Regions from separate parts of the Sus scrofa genome. Here region 1 is linked to region 2. A link is a contact called in public HiChIP or PLAC-seq data. All regions are on one chromosome and are shown on one strand. The core of a region is the stretch at or near the end of the contact, and the rest is flanking DNA. Distances in the headings are between cores, read along the strand shown.

The links. HiChIP or PLAC-seq counts read pairs in DNA pulled down with a chosen protein or histone mark.
Region 1: an H3K27ac HiChIP or PLAC-seq map of alveolar macrophages shows a contact between it and region 2. The contact joins two enhancer-like sites. A contact is called at or near these places in 1 of 47 Hi-C or Micro-C datasets (embryonic fibroblasts) and 2 of 2 datasets of contacts at active chromatin or transcription factors (alveolar macrophages and skeletal muscle).

Annotation. Positions count from the first base shown.
Region 1 is chr1:115,074,457-115,082,146 of Sscrofa11.1, reverse strand. No RefSeq gene overlaps it. Among named protein-coding and RNA genes, the nearest start is that of TCF12, 22 kb to the right of the region's middle. Within about 2 kb of position 3,321, at least 78 of the 83 cell types and tissues checked have an H3K27ac peak or open chromatin away from gene starts, as enhancers often do. A contact at or near this core is called in alveolar macrophages and skeletal muscle, where this site is marked.
Region 2 is chr1:114,665,521-114,673,013 of Sscrofa11.1, reverse strand. No RefSeq gene overlaps it. Among named protein-coding and RNA genes, the nearest start is that of CGNL1, 41 kb to the right of the region's middle. Within about 2 kb of position 3,848, at least 18 of the 83 cell types and tissues checked have an H3K27ac peak or open chromatin away from gene starts, as enhancers often do. A contact at or near this core is called in alveolar macrophages and skeletal muscle, where this site is marked.

The DNA.
Region 1 (7,690 bases), core at 2,072-4,571, 410 kb before region 2:
TGTCAGAAACAATGGGAGTTCCCGTTGTGGCGCAGTGGTTAACGAATCCCACTAGGAACCATGAGGTTGCGGGTTCGGTCCCTGCCCTTGCTCGGTGGGTTGACGATCCAGCGTTGCCGTTGCCGTGAGCTGTGGTGTAGGTTGCAGACGCGGCTCGGATCCCGCGTTGCTGTGGCTCTGGCGTAGGCCAGTGGCTGCAGCTCCGATTCAACCCCTATCCTGGGAACCTCCATATGCCTCGGGAGCGGCCCAAGAAATAGCAGCAACAACAACAACAACAACAACAACAACAAAAGACAAAAAGACAAAAAGACAAAAAAAAAAAAGAAAAAAGAAACAATGGCCTCTGTGAAAAGATGTGATACGTTATGAGCTGTATAAAGATCAAAATAATTTAGACCACTAAAAGGTAGCTGTTTGTGAAGAATTAGAACATGGGTTATGCTGCACAGAGTTAATGACTCAACCTTGCTTTTATGCTTTACTTTCATTCTGGTCCCTGTGACATAACCTGGAATTTCACACCAAGTTTTGTGGAGAGACAAAGTTCCCACACCAGAATGCAAACTAGTTGAAGGCAGGGAACTCTGATGTATTCACCAATGTCTCCCCAGGACATAACACAATACTTGGAAGAGAGTCCACATTTAATATTTGTTAAATGAAAAAAAATGAATAGGAGTAAAGGAAAGAAATGGAACAAGTTTCAGGTTCTAGCCATTCTCAGAGTTCCTGCAGTTGTGACTTGGAGAAATACAGTCAGAACCAGTCTCCAGAACACTGGTACTAATGGAGAGGGAGAGGCTGAAACGGAAGCAGTCTGAAACCATGTAGCTGAGGATACCACATGGCACTCACACATTGCGGAGCCAGTCAGAAAAGTGCCAGGTACAGAACTAAAAAAGAATAAAGCTTCCCCTTGGTCCCTACCTCCCCACCCTCGCCTGATAGAATTTAGATAAGTTCTTGCATTTTCAATCTGGATTCTCCCTGAAACAACAAAAAGAGCTTCCGATCTCCTGTAATGGAGCTCAAGGTGGAAAAGCCTACGAGTGATTGCTTGTGGTTTAGGGACCACTCTGAGAGTCTAGAACAAGAGCAAGGTCTTAGGTAGGTTCATAGCTGGGGGACCAAATCCTGGAATGGAGCTGGATTATCTCTTCGTTTAACTAGTGAAGACGTAATATGAAGGAAGATTTAAAAATTTAGAAGTGAGGAATGAGAGTAGATACAAAAACATTTTGAAGTAGAGAAAAAAAAAATGAAAGAAACTTTTGAGACCTAAGCCACAACCACTTTTCCTAATTTTTTTCTGGAAAATGTTGATGTTGTTTGGATTATACCCTCTTGCATACTTGAGGGAGGTGATTTCTCTTCCCAGCATGTGGGGTAGATTATGTGTGGCACAGTTATTTCTACGATTAATTTAGGATGTGTGTTTGACACAGGTCTGCCCATTGGGACTCAGTTCTACTAGAGGCCTCTAGGGAGGGTTAATCTTCTTTTATTCTAAAAGAGACACAAAGACAGAGAGATGGAAAGAGGTGGGAACCAACAACCCACCAATTTGATGGTTGCCCTTGACTGCACTTAATGCCAAGAAATGCTGAAGCTATGATGCTGCCTTGAAGGGAGATGGCAGGAGAGATAGTCTGAGGATGCCAGAGCAGAAAGAAGAAATCTACTTGGGTCCTTAGAGACATCCTCAGAGACATTCAATTATCAACTACCTTATTTGATGGGCTAATAAATTCCATATTTTTCAAGCCACCTCTAGTCTGGTTTTCTGTTTTGTTGATAGCTTGATTTTTCTAGTAAAGGTGAGAGCATGTGTTATGAATGTGAAATGTGGGATTTGAAAAGTCTGAAATAGTTATTTTAGCTTTTATTCATAGCGTTGATCTTTTTTTACCCTTCCCCATCCTGTCCCCAACCCTACTGGACAGGAAGGGCCAGGAGATACAGAACTGGATGCAAAAGGTCCTCTCCCTTCTCACGACTTAGTCTTTGTTTCCGGCTCAAGCTCACTGGATTAGACTCCTTCCCTGAGGACACGTTCTATCCTAGGAACCTCCTCAGTCACTAGGGTCAATAGGCTTCTGGAACTTTGTCCCAGCAGTTCCGCAGACACACCCATACTTGTCTGAACCCCAAGCCACAGCTTAGGCTCAAGTGGGGAGCTACAACCAGAGCACCATTCTGTATCAGTATCTAGCAATGCCTTGTGGCCCTTGAACAGACACAGACAAGCAAATGAAAATGGTCAAGGCTTGGTGACGGGAATTGGTGAGGGCATGGGCTAAGGTCTCAAACTCAGGAATTAGTGTGGATTTACAACACAAACTGATCCTTGAACAATATGGGGTGGAACTTTACCGGTCCACTTATACATGGATTTTTTTTCCAATAAATATAATTCTCATGAAGATCAGACAGCAGGAAGCTTAGAAGTCCGCATCTACACAGTTAGTGTCAATATATGTGTATTACATTTAACTTAAATGACCAGGCTGTTGGGTGACGGTGAAATGGCTTCCTTTTACAGGGTCTTCTGTTCAGTGTCTTTCAGCCATCACCACCACTTTTCCTCAAAAACAAAACCTTCCATATTTTCACCTCAGTTTTCTAAGTTTATTTTTATGATATACTTTGAAATTGGGATCATTAAGAACGGTTTTAACTTACCAGAAAGAAACGAAGACACAAAGAGATGATCTGACTTGGCCACAGTCCCAGAGGGCATCCATTGCAGAGCTAGGATGGTCTCTAAGTCCCTGGGGGCTTCCAAGTCATTGTTCTGATGTCCATGTATGTAATTGTTTTGACAGCAATTTCCCTGGTTCTCTCTCACTAGCCTGCTAATCACGCATGTCAATCACATTCAAGAACGCCATGGGCCTAAGGGTCAGCCACAGTCTCAGGAGGACGTGATTCAAAAGAGAAAACAAGGCACAATAGAGCACTTTCTCCTTCAAGCGGGCATGTCAGATGTGGCCTCATAAGCCTGGCACTGTGTGCAGGAGAGAATGTTGTCGGGTTTTCCCCCCCAGACGGAGAATGGCGGTATCATGTGTTCTGACCGCAGCCAAAAACCAAGTGAACTTAATCCACCAGTTTAAGTTCCTCTGACCAGAGAACACTCAAGGAGATGGGAAGAGTTCTCCACCCATTCTCTCAAGAGTTGGGCGGGGGGGAGGTCCTCTTTCCTCCTCAATGACACTCTCCGTGGCTTCACTTCAGTCTGTGAAGCGAGCCTGACGGCGGCGGAACCTTAGTGTAAACCTTTACACAGATGCTAATTACCCTTCTCCAACAGACCACTGGGTTTCCTTCCTTCCTCATTTCACTTTCACTTTGGAAAGCAGCATCAAGGCCCCCAAACGACCGGGTCCAGGTCCAGACCAGGAGATGGCCCCGAGGAGCAGCGCGTGCCGCCGAAAGGGCGGGGCGGGAAGGGGAGCGTGCGCGGGACTGAGGATGTTCGTGTGAGGCGTGGATTCTGGAATGTGCGTGTGCGCCGCCCCCCAGCACCGCCCGCGCGGCGCCGATTGGCCGGGGGCGCGCGGCGGGGGAAACCCTTGGCTAATCTCCTGCCACTCAGCCGGGTCGACGTCGGCGCGGGGCCGCAGCGCCCCGCGCGGAAGGACAAATAGTCCCGGCGGCGGTGCTGCGCTCCTCTCCAAGGTTCTGCTTGCCCCGCCCGGGGCTGCGGGGCCCAAAGGCCCGGGCGGCGGGGGAGGGGCGGCTTCTGCGGCTCTTCGACCCCCCACCCCCACCTCTTGGCGACCCGGCTGGTGGATTGTGCTCCCTGGGGAAAGTAATTGGATTCCGGGCTCTCTCCAGCCGCGATCAGCGGAAATCAGAGGCTGAGCCTGAAGTGGGAGGGGCGGGTGGGACCAGTGGCCGGGGAGGAAAACTTGGTGGAAGCACCACCGTCCCCTGAAGCGTTGACGTGCAGGCCGCGGTAGAAAGCTGGGTGGTAACGAAGGATCAGTGGAAACCGCCCCCGGTGCCCTTTGCCGCTTAGTGTGTGACTCCTGCCCCCTCAAGTTGTCATCATTCTGAAATCCACCTGGGAAGAGAAATACCTTGGAACCTTTGAGACTTTGAAACACCACTACTTCGTTTTTCTCTCAGGGCTCTACTCGGAGCTGAGGTGGTCAAAAAACCCAGTCCAGTCTGGAATTGGACATGTATCTTCTTAACGGGGTAACTCAGGAGAAAGTAGCATTCTTACCAGAATCATCTGGGAAAATATCTCAACTCCTTGCTTTAGCAGTAGCAAACCTCCCTAATTCCCTGCCCTTTTGGAGGTGGAGCAAAAGTGGGAGCTTAAAGCAGAGTTTTTGACTGAGATAATAGGAATATTCTAGGAATTTAAGAGACTGGCTCAGCCCTCTTATGATTTTTTTGTCCCATTTACTGTATTTCATTCATTCATCATCAAACAAGCATTCATCGGGGACTTTCTATATGCCAGGTTCTGTTGTACTTAGTAGGGATATATCAGTGAATAAAACAATATCTGCACTTATGGAATCTCGTTGCAGTTCATCCAGTGGGGTAATACATTTACAAATAGATATACAATATAATATGTAGTGACAAGTACTGTGAAGACAAAGCAGAGTAGAAGGACACACAAGGATGCAGGTGGATGTAGTGAGTTTATGTTTTAGCTAAGTTGGTCTAGAAGGGCCTCTTTGATGAAGTAACGTTTAAATAGTGATCTGAATGAAATGAGGGACCAGGCCAAACGGCAGTCTTGGCGAAGCCCTTTTCAGGGCAAGTGCAAAGGTTTAGAGGCCAGAGACTGGTGAGTTTGAATTAGTAGGAAGCAAGGAGGCCAAAGTGAATGCTGTGCAATGAGCAGGAAGAACAGTTGGAGATGGTATTTCTGACTTTCTTTGGGCTCTGCTCCAATCACCTGCCAGAATAATCATTCTAAATCTTTACTTTAAGCACATCTCTTCATGCTTCAATAAGTTCATGGCTATATTTTTCTAGTCCATTAAATTTACTCTTCTGACTGATTTTCAAGCTCTTGCCCCCATCTACTTCCCTCTTAAACTGTAAACCACTCCTCAGTCTACACCTTCGATTTTAGTTGGGTCTGTCCCTGAAGTTTATTCATGTTCAATTATTTTTGTGCATGCTTATTTACGGATCTATCCTCACACAACTTAGTATTGATTCAGTAAGGATCTATGGTTGCACGTGACATAAAATCCAGCTCAAATTGGTTTAAACAGGGAAGAGGATTTATTAGCTCACATAATTGAAAAGTTCAAGATAGTTTTGTTAGGCATGGGTTGCCTGAAGTATTCAAATTATGTCATCAAGATTTGGATTTTCCCTGATGTGTCGGCTCTTTCCTCTGCTGTTGGTTTCATTCTCCAGCTCCACAAATCAGCAACCAGCAGCTCTAGGCTCACACTATCCTCACTATCAGCAAAAGTTGTGTCCATTCCTAAATTAATTCCTGTTGCCCAGAATAGGAGATGCTCAGATTGGCCTCATCTGATTCAGAAGCCCATCCCAGGAGCTGAGTCTATCAGTAACACATGAATGGCACAAGAAAGTAACTCCACTTTAGAAAATGGGGATATGGTTTTCAGGGGAAGGGTGAATATATCCTGGGTAATGGAAAATACAGACATACAACATATCCCTGTTCTTCTGTGGATGTCCCCAAACATTCTTCTACGTATGCCTTAAAAATGTTTAGACCTACTCAGTGCAACAGTTTTTTTTTTATTACCACAAGTATACTCTCTTCCTCCTGAAAGAGAAATGATCCAAAAAATCATCTAGTTACTGCCAATAAATTAAAAGTCCAAGATAGCAAGATAAAGCACATTTCTCCATCTTGTAGCGATATAGTTCTTCATGGTCTAGCAACCTAAGGCTGCATGATAAAATTAGCTATAACATAATTTATAATGACAAAAAGCTAACACCTGCAATAAAAACTCAAATTTGGAAAAGTGACTGTGGCAAACACACAGTGGTCTCCAAATTCATAGCATATATGGTGTATTGCTGGATAGGAATAGCAAGGGCTTCCTACCATGCAAAAGGAGAAAGCTCTTTGATCAACCCATCTGGTTGCCATATGTTTTACTCTTGGAGAATCTCGCATCCATTGTTCTATACCATATCTGTAATGGACAGTGGGGAGGATAATCCTTCAAGGGACTTCAGCATTCTGCCTCTTGATACAGTGGAAATTGAAAACTGGCTTGCTGTGGGAGAGATAATTAGCTTTCACCACCCAATAACTAGGACCCTCTTCTGTTACATAGAGTTGTTGTTAGGAAGTAGGTACATAGTCAGGGACTACATTTCCCAGCTTCATGTTAATCTTGGTAAAGCTATATGACTTTCTCATTTGACTATGAGTGGAAGTGATGTGAATCACTTCTCAATAATGTGGTAAAGAACCAGGTAAGCCTTTCCTGTTCTCTTTTCCCTCCTATGACTGCACTGAAAGGACTCTAAGACCATAGAGCATACTCATAAGACAGCCATGAGATGGAAAGAGTCTGGATAACTGAATGACCTTGTGGAAGATCAGCTGCTGATCAGAAATGCTAATTCTGGACTTTACAAAAGTAAAAAGTAAACAGCTGTTGTGTTAAGATACTCAGACTTATGCATTACCTGTCACAGCAGTAAGTAAACTAGGTTTTGTTCTCTAGACATAAGATTTTTCTCATAATTTTCTTTACTACTTAGTAAGCTTCCAGTCTATTTGCATGTGTCCAATTCCATGGGAATTATGCGGGGCGGGGGGGGGGACCTCCAAAGCCAGATGTCATGTAAAACTGCAGTCTTTGCATCTAGAATTCAATACAGCTCCTCCTGTCTTTTGGTCATAGGCCTTGGTATTCTCCTCCCTTAATGGCCTCTGTGTAGGTTTCTCCCTGGGAACGATTTGAAACAATAGCCACTGGTTTTGCAAGTGGGCATGTTGGGTTGGAGGAGGGAAGCAGTGGGTGGGTGGAAAGGCACAGTGGTGATGGAGAAGCAGACTGGGATAATTATTACCTTTCTAAGCAGACAGGAATTGTTTGAGAGAGGCCTGGGTATGTTCAGACTTCTCCAAAGTGCCGGAATTTTCTCCATTTTTTGCTTCATTGGCATTAACAGTCTCTTACGGCTTTTCCAACACTTAGTGGCTCCGGGTTATTGAAGTTTCTGTCGTATTTGATTGCAGCCTGTAACCAAAAATCATCATTTATAACAAAGCAGTATTTTTCCCTTCTCTGCCTTAGGTAAACAAAGCCCAATCCTAAATTTGAGTCCTTCTCATAGGACCTAATGAAAAGCCAACATGTAATAGTTGATGTACTCTAGTATCTGACCTTTTTATAACAGTCCCTTTCACATTTCATACTTGATAGGCACATTTTCTGAATCCTAGTATACAACAGGTGCCAGTTTAACCTACTACTTTGCTATTGAATTCCCAGTCCAGTATAGATGGGGCCTCGTCTAAATCAACTGATTCAACATTTTAAGATTGTTCTCTTACTAATTCCCACTCCCAGTACCACTTCATGAATTAAGAGCTATTTCAGTTGCAGGTGACAAAATGAAGGGCACAACTCAAACTGACTTATGCAAAACAAAGAATATTTTGGCTATTGGCTCATATAACTAAAGTAGTGATATATTTAGCTTAAGG
Region 2 (7,493 bases), core at 2,599-5,098:
CCTGCTCTCAGCATCCTATGTGTTGCCTGGTACCCTGACTCCACTCATCCTGGAGAGAGAAATCCCACTTCCCAACTAACACCCCCACCTCCCATGCTCCTTTCTAGAGCAACAAGGATGAATCACTCAGTCCCTTCCCTAGGGTCGTGACAGTGTGCCAGGTAGAGGAGGGTGTGGATGGGGGCCCTAAAATTGTCTCCATCATTGAATAAAGGATTTGGTTATTTAGACTGACTAAATATGTTAGACCATTTACACTAACCAAATAAGTAAGATTGATTTTTCAAAATTGTAAATGTCCCAACTTTATCCAGAGACTGAAAGCCCTCTAGGAAACAAGAGGGGAACATCTTTGAACTTTATGCTCTTCCCACATCCCTTCCTGTGTGCATTGCTGTGCTCACCCCCGGAGGACACAGGAAAACCATGGTTGCCGGGTTGATTCCCTGGGAAAAGGGGCTTGGTCACTGAGGACTCGGCCCTTTTGGCCATCACAGGGGTCTAGAGAAGGTGCATGCGCCTCCATCGAGGGTGAACAAAATCAGAGAAGATGAAGGTGCTCAAAGCAGTGGAGGGGCTGGCACTGGGGAGGGGGGTATTTTCTTTACCTTTATCAGTGGGGCATCCCCAGAAATATCTGGGGTCCACAGAGAGCCATCTATTCCAAATCGCAGGCATCCTCTCTGCTCTTCTGCGGAGAGACGGACTCCCAGCCTCAGACTTGATCTGACCTCCTCCTGTTAGATCTGATAACAACACAAGCAAACTGCCCCACAGCCAGTTGGTTTGAACAAGAGGTGGGTCATGCTTTTAATAAAATGTTCACTAGAAGTCCCCACCGAAGAGGAGGGCCCAGCTGGGTCTGGGGGCCACGAGGCTCCTGGACATCCCTTCATTTAACGGGGCAGTCAGGTGGCTCTTGCCTGGAATGATACGCGGAGTTGGGATTATTTGTTTTGAAGATGCTGAAATCTCTGGGGGGAAATAGGTCTCTATTTGTACCTTTGACTGGGAAGCAGGACTGCCTCCCACTCGCTAGAAACAAGAGAAGGAAGGTGTACCATCCGAGGTGCATATCTGGGTTAGTGCCGGGGCAGGGTGAGTGTGAGCGAGTGTGGGTGGGATATCTGTGAACTTGTTAGCTTTTTTTGCCCTTTTAGGGCCACACCTGTAGCATATGGAGGTTCCCATACTAGGGGTAGAATAGGAGCTGCAGCTTCCAGCCTATACCACAACCACAGCAATGTGGGATCCAAGCCACATCTGCGACCTACACCACAGCAATGCCAGATCCTCAACCCACTGAGCGAGGCCAGGGATCAAACCCATGTCCTCATGGATACTAGTTGGGTTTGTTACCACTGAACCATGACAGGAACTCCCTTTTTTTAAATTTTATTTTTTTGTCTTTTTAGGGCCGCACCCATGGCACAAGGAAGTTCCCAGGTGAGGGGTGGAATCAGAGCTGTAGCTACCACCCTATGCCACAGCCACAGCAATGTGAACTTGTTAACTTTTGAAAGTGGATGTGAGGACCACTGCTCTGACTGGAAAGGTTCATCTCTTGAAGAGCCTACCATCCATGGACAGAGAAAAGAGAGAAAATGCCTGTGAAAGAAGGAGTGATTTACTGGGAGGATACCACACGTAAAACTGCCTAGAACACAACACTCAATATTAAGAGCTGGTGACGTTATTTGGAGACACAACCAAGAGTGGTAGTTAATAAAGAAGGCTTTAGAAAGTCTGGAGTCTGATTTGAATCCTGACTTGGCTTGTGACTTTGGGCTTAATCTTTTTTTGTTTAACATTTTCCTTTCAATAATTTTAGGTTTACAGGAGAGTTGCAAGTACACTACAAAGTTCCCTTACATCCTTTATCCCATTGCTCTAACGTAATATTTTAAATAACCAGGGCACATTTGTTAAAACTTAGGCATTAACGGTAGTACATTTCTTGTAACTAAAACCAGACTTTATTCAAATTTCATCATTCTTCCCCCAGTGTCCTTTTTCTGTTCCAGGATTTAATCCATGCTACCATGTTGCATTCTTCCTGTGTCCCGTCTCTGACCAGCACGTGAGGGGTTCATGCTATCCACCTGACTTATCATTGGTAATGTCACCTGGGTCACTCTGGTAAGGTGGTGTCTGCCCCTAGAAAGTTACTATTTGCCCTTCCAGCGTTTTATTCCTTAGAAGACAGTCACTAAATCCAGCCCACACTCAAGGTCAGAGGAATTAAAGCACACCTCTTGGAGGGAGGAATATTCACATTTGTGTTTGGAATTCTGTAAGGAAGATCTGACCCTTTTCCCTCGTCCTACTTAACCCTTTCAAGCATTTTCTCATCTGTGAAATGGGTAATAACTGTATTCAACCAAGAGAGTTGTTAGAAGGTTTAAATAATGTAATGTGTGAATGGCATTTAGCATTGGCAAAAGATAAATACGATTAGGCATGATCCAAAAACACATCGCACTATTTTTAGGAGTCATTTAACTCTGGGCCATTGTGTAGCTGTCAGCGTTAGTCTCCTCCAGATGTGTGGAGTGAAGGCCCCTGAGAGAGGTGGTCTGGGGCCAAGCTGGTGTCAGGCTGATTTCTGCTGCTCCTGAAAGTGGGGCGGATGAGGGGAGGTCTGGAGACGCAACCCCCAGAACTCAGTGAAGGCACAGCCTTGCTGGCCGAGTGGCATCTGGTCAGATGGAGAAAACCACTGGTGTTGTGTATGGACTGGATGTTGGTGAAAGATGAGGAAATATGGTAAGAATCAAATATCTGAGAGACAAAACCACTCAGGAGACCAAGACCAGAGCAGCGCCCAACACAGAGAGCTCTCAGTAACATCAGTGGATGTTCTTAGGCATCCACGGAGACCTACACGAAGAACACTGAACAGAGAGTCCCATTATTTGGGTCTTGTAGTCCAGGTTTTTTTGCCCAATTGCTGTGTAACCCTGAGCAAGTTACTTAACTTGTCTGAGCTTCCTATTCTGTCCGTGTGAACTGTGAGGAAGTTGGGGGGAGATGGGAACTAGGCACTCACCCCAACTTCTCTCTCTGCCACCGCACTTTGCCTGACCCAGCCTAGCTGCGGACTTCTTACTGTGCTTTCAAAGCAAATGCCGAAATCTTAGTATTCTTGCAGAGCCTGGGCATCCTCAGGAGCTTGTCAGCATGTACGGTATCCAAAAGGCTGTGGCCATACTGTTCTGCCTGGCTGTTCTCTGTTTGTCCTGCTTTCTCCTCAGCTGACTGGTCCCACCTCCTGTTTGTTCTCAGCTGCTGAAATAAGCCACGTTTGTTTTAATTACAAATAAGATCCTTTGGGCGGGGGCGGGGCGACCTTGTGCCACCCTCGGAAGGTCTCCACTGGCCCTGCAAGGGGGGCTCATATCCTTCTCTTTCCTTCCTGTTTTAGACAAAGGTGTGATTGGAGGGGCTCTTGCGACTCATGGCCTTCAGAGGAGAGGGTAGCTTAGACCTTCGGCCCAATCACTCAGGACCTCAACGTGTGTCTTCCTGGACCCAGGCTGTTCTCTTTGCCCTTCGGGAGGAGGCACAGAGTCTGGGGAGGGAGATCTCGAGACAGGAAAGGGCTTTTCTGAGGTGGAGTTGGGGTGGGAGTGATGAATGATTCTTAACATGAGATTTATTTTTCAAACTGGACTTCTTCCCGGGAGGGCTCTTTCTAGCGCTAAACTGCCGCTGTGGGCGGCTGCCTCCGCCCCGAGTATAGCCCAGCTTCCCAGTCCTCTGGCCACCGGGGCCCCTCCGTCCTCTGGTCACCCAAGCCCCCGGGCTCGCACGCTGGCCCAGCCCACCTTTAACTTCCAGCGCTGGGGCGCCCCCTGCTGCTAGAAATGGTTGTGATCCTTGGACAGAGGGTTCAGTGAGGTGGCTGGTAGGGTTCACAGCAAAGAGTGCCCAACCATCAATTAAAAAGAACTTCTCTCGGTTGTCTGCAGGCCGCATTCTGCTGGGGATTGTGGAAGAAACAGGGTAAGATGCAAGCCATGCCTGCCCGACTACAACCTGCAGAGCCTAGCGTATCTCCTGCACCCTGCATTCTGCTTGGTGGGCCCACCCCAGGCCACCTGACCCAGCTTTCTGCCAGACCCCAGGCTCTGCGCCAGCCTGGCCCTTGGTAATGGGAGATCTGAGACCCCTGGGTGAGGAGGACAAGCCAGGCAGCCTCAAGGTGCCATCCCCGCAGGTCTCCCCCATTCTCCTTCCTGTTCTCCTGTCCTCCATTCTCTCCTGGCTCCTCTGGGGACCAACCAAGGTCCAGTGATGTGCCTGGCTCCGGCCCTTGTGCCTTACTCCCTGCCTCCTTCTGCCTGGAACCAAGCCTGGTTTTCCATCTTCCTGGGGCCAGAACCCTTCGCCCCCACCCTCCTGCCCAGCCTGTGTGGCCTCTGGGCTGGCCGAGGGGCTGCTAACATCAGGACCAGGGCCCCCTCACCCAGGATGTCTCCACACTGAAGGGGCCCATGGAAATGTTCCCATTTCTTGTAAAACCAGAAGGGAAAAATTAACTTTTAGGTAGAAGACAATGTTTTTGTTTACAGTACTAACGTCTTCATCTTTGTCTGTGTTTTTTCAACACAGTCGTAAAAATAACTGCAGAATTATTTTGAGAGTGAAAAGGGCCCACCCAAGTCCTCATGCAGCTCTGGATGTGACCGGCTGTCTGGGCAGCCATCTGACGGCCAGCGGGACTAAGATGCCAGCGAAGGCCAGATTGCGTGGATGTGGCAGTGACAGGATTCTCTCCAGAGAGTCTCATGTGGATTCTTGGCTTTTTGTTTTCTCTCCTAATAAAAATGTGTGATGTTTACATTGTCAGAGAACAAACAGAACCTTGGCTTGCATTTCATGTCTTAGGAAATGGGTCTCGTGTACTTTTGGCTGTTCCCTCGTGTTTCTGGTAGTTAGAGATCCGACCCCCTTTGGAACAGTGGGTGTTGGTGGGTGGAGAGGGCATGCTCGTCCCTCCACTGGCCCTCCCTCAGCTGAAGGCTCTGGAATCCCTGTTCTGCCTTCCAAGCTGGTCCTCCTCGGGTTCCCACATCTGCCCCCAGGCAGCCGATCCCCCTCTGCCTGCAGCCCACCCCTTCCCAGGGGCCCTCAGCCTGGGCCTTCTCAGGGCTTCTGACAACCTCTTCCGCATCTACTTGGTTACGTCCCCACTGGGTTAGTCTGTTGGGGCTGCCGTAACAAAGTGCTTGAACCAGAGAAACAACCATATCTCCGAAGGTTAGAAGGCAGAAATCCAGGTGCTGGGGGGTGGTTTCTTCTTAGTCACTGCTCCTTGGCTCGTAGATGGCCAGGCTGCCCCCTGTGTTCTCAGATGATCTTCCCTCATCTCCTTTTCTTCTGGGGATACCAGTCACTGGATTAAGACCTGCCCTATTAAAAAAAAAAAAGGGGGTGGGTGGGTTCCCATTGTGGCTCAGCGGTAACGAACCCGACTAGCAACCATGAGGTTGTGGGTTCGATCCCTGGCCTCACTCAGTGGGTTAAGGATCAGGTGTTGCCGTGAGCTGTGGTGTAGGTCAAAGATGCTGCTCAGATCTGGCATGGTTGTGGCCGTGGCATAGGCTGGCCACTATAGCTCCAAATTGACCCCTGCCCTGGGAATCTCCATATGCCCCAGGTGCGGCCCTAAAAAAAAAAAAAAAAAAAGACCTGCCCTAATTACCTCATTTTAGCTTGATTACCTCTTGAAAGACCCAGTCTCCAAAGAGTCACATTCGGAGGCACTGGAGACTAGGATTTCCACATGTGAATTTACGGGGGATAGAGTTCAGCCCTTAATACCCACCACACCCTCTACTTCCATGCCTAAAAATGGTTGTCAGAACTGCAGAACTTGAGCTTGGAAGGGTGACAATCTTAAAGGTCACAGGCAAGAGAAAGCTGTTGGGGCTGTGGCCAGGGTGATGGGTACCACATCAGCAAACAGGCAATGCTCTACTGAGGCCTGGCAGCATCAAGGCCTAGTGGGGCCACTTTGCTTAGGGAGAAGCAGGCTTTCCACGGGTAGCTACATTTGGCCAGCACTTGAGGAGACTGTTCTTGATGCTCGTAGTATAATTCTTATCAACAGGGAGGATTTAGCGCCTCCTGATCTAAATTTATGGCTACTCTTTTTATGCCAGGCTTATAATAAAGACCAGCAGCGCTCCCTCCTAGGCCTTCCTAGTCCACAGTGCCTCGGCCCAGACATCACCTGCCTTTTTAACCAAGAAGTCTGATCCTTGTTCCAGTAATTCAATGGTGACAGCTCCTTGAGGGTTCTTTTTGACAGGGGGACCTTGCGCAAACCCAGTCTACACCTGTCGTGCCCTTGGATAGAACATTCTTGGAAAGACGCCAATTTCCAACCAGCTACCCCCACGACCCCCCTCCCCATTTCCCAATTTTCTTACCCTTCCCCCAAATCTGGCTAGTGCTCCCTCAAGGAGTCAAGTTGATTCAAAACTCTAGGGGGAGCAAAGTGGGGAAGATTAATCTTTTCAGAAAAGATTAAATCCCTGTATTCCAAAGCTATGTGCAAATTAACATGGTATTTTCTAACATAAAATGATGCTGTTGTTTTTCCAAGCTGGTGCTCCTCTTTACTAATATTTACAGTTCTAGGTCTCTGTTCTGAGCCCGTCGATCCTTCTGCTTGTAAAATCAGAAAGAGCTGGAAGATCACTTTTTAATCTTACCTGTTTTGACAGCGATACTCTCTGGCCTCCCTTCACCAGCCACATCTTCCCTGGTGGTAGGAAACTGGGAGACGAGGGAGGGAGATGTGACTGCAGCTGTGTCATCGCCTTCAAAGCAGACCTCTCTGCCCAGGCCTCCAGATGCTGCCCAGGCTTTGGAGGAACACGAAAGCCTATCCTGATCACCCCTCAGCCCCAGTCACTTGTGCAAAATAACAAGGTCCCTCCAACTACCCGGATGTGGTTTGAACCCAGAGAGAGCTCTGTGTGCCCCAGAGACCTGGTGAGGGCCTCAGACTTAGCTCCTGGGGGAGGTGGGCGAGGCACTGTCACCCAAACACACTTCTTATTTATTTATTTATTTATTTATTTTTTGCCATTTCTTGGGCCGCTCCCGCGGCATATGGAGGTTCCCAGGCTAGGGGTCGAATCGGAGCTGTGGCCGCCAGCCTACGCCAGGGCCACAGCAACGCAGGATCCGAGCCGCGTCTGCGACCTACACCACAGATCACGGCAACGCCAGATCTTTAACCCACTGAGCAAGGTCAGGGATCGAACCTGCAACGTCATGGTTCCTAGTCGGATTCGTTAACCACTGCGCCACCACGGGAACTCCCCAAACACACTTCTTGCTTCCTTCCTTCCTCACACAAATGGGGAGTGGGAGAAGGCCAGAGGCTGCCAGCCCATACCTTGGTCAGCAAAGCTTCACGGGGAGCCCTGCCCCCACAGTTCTGTGGAGACCTTTCCATCTCTGGAGGTCCTGCTCTC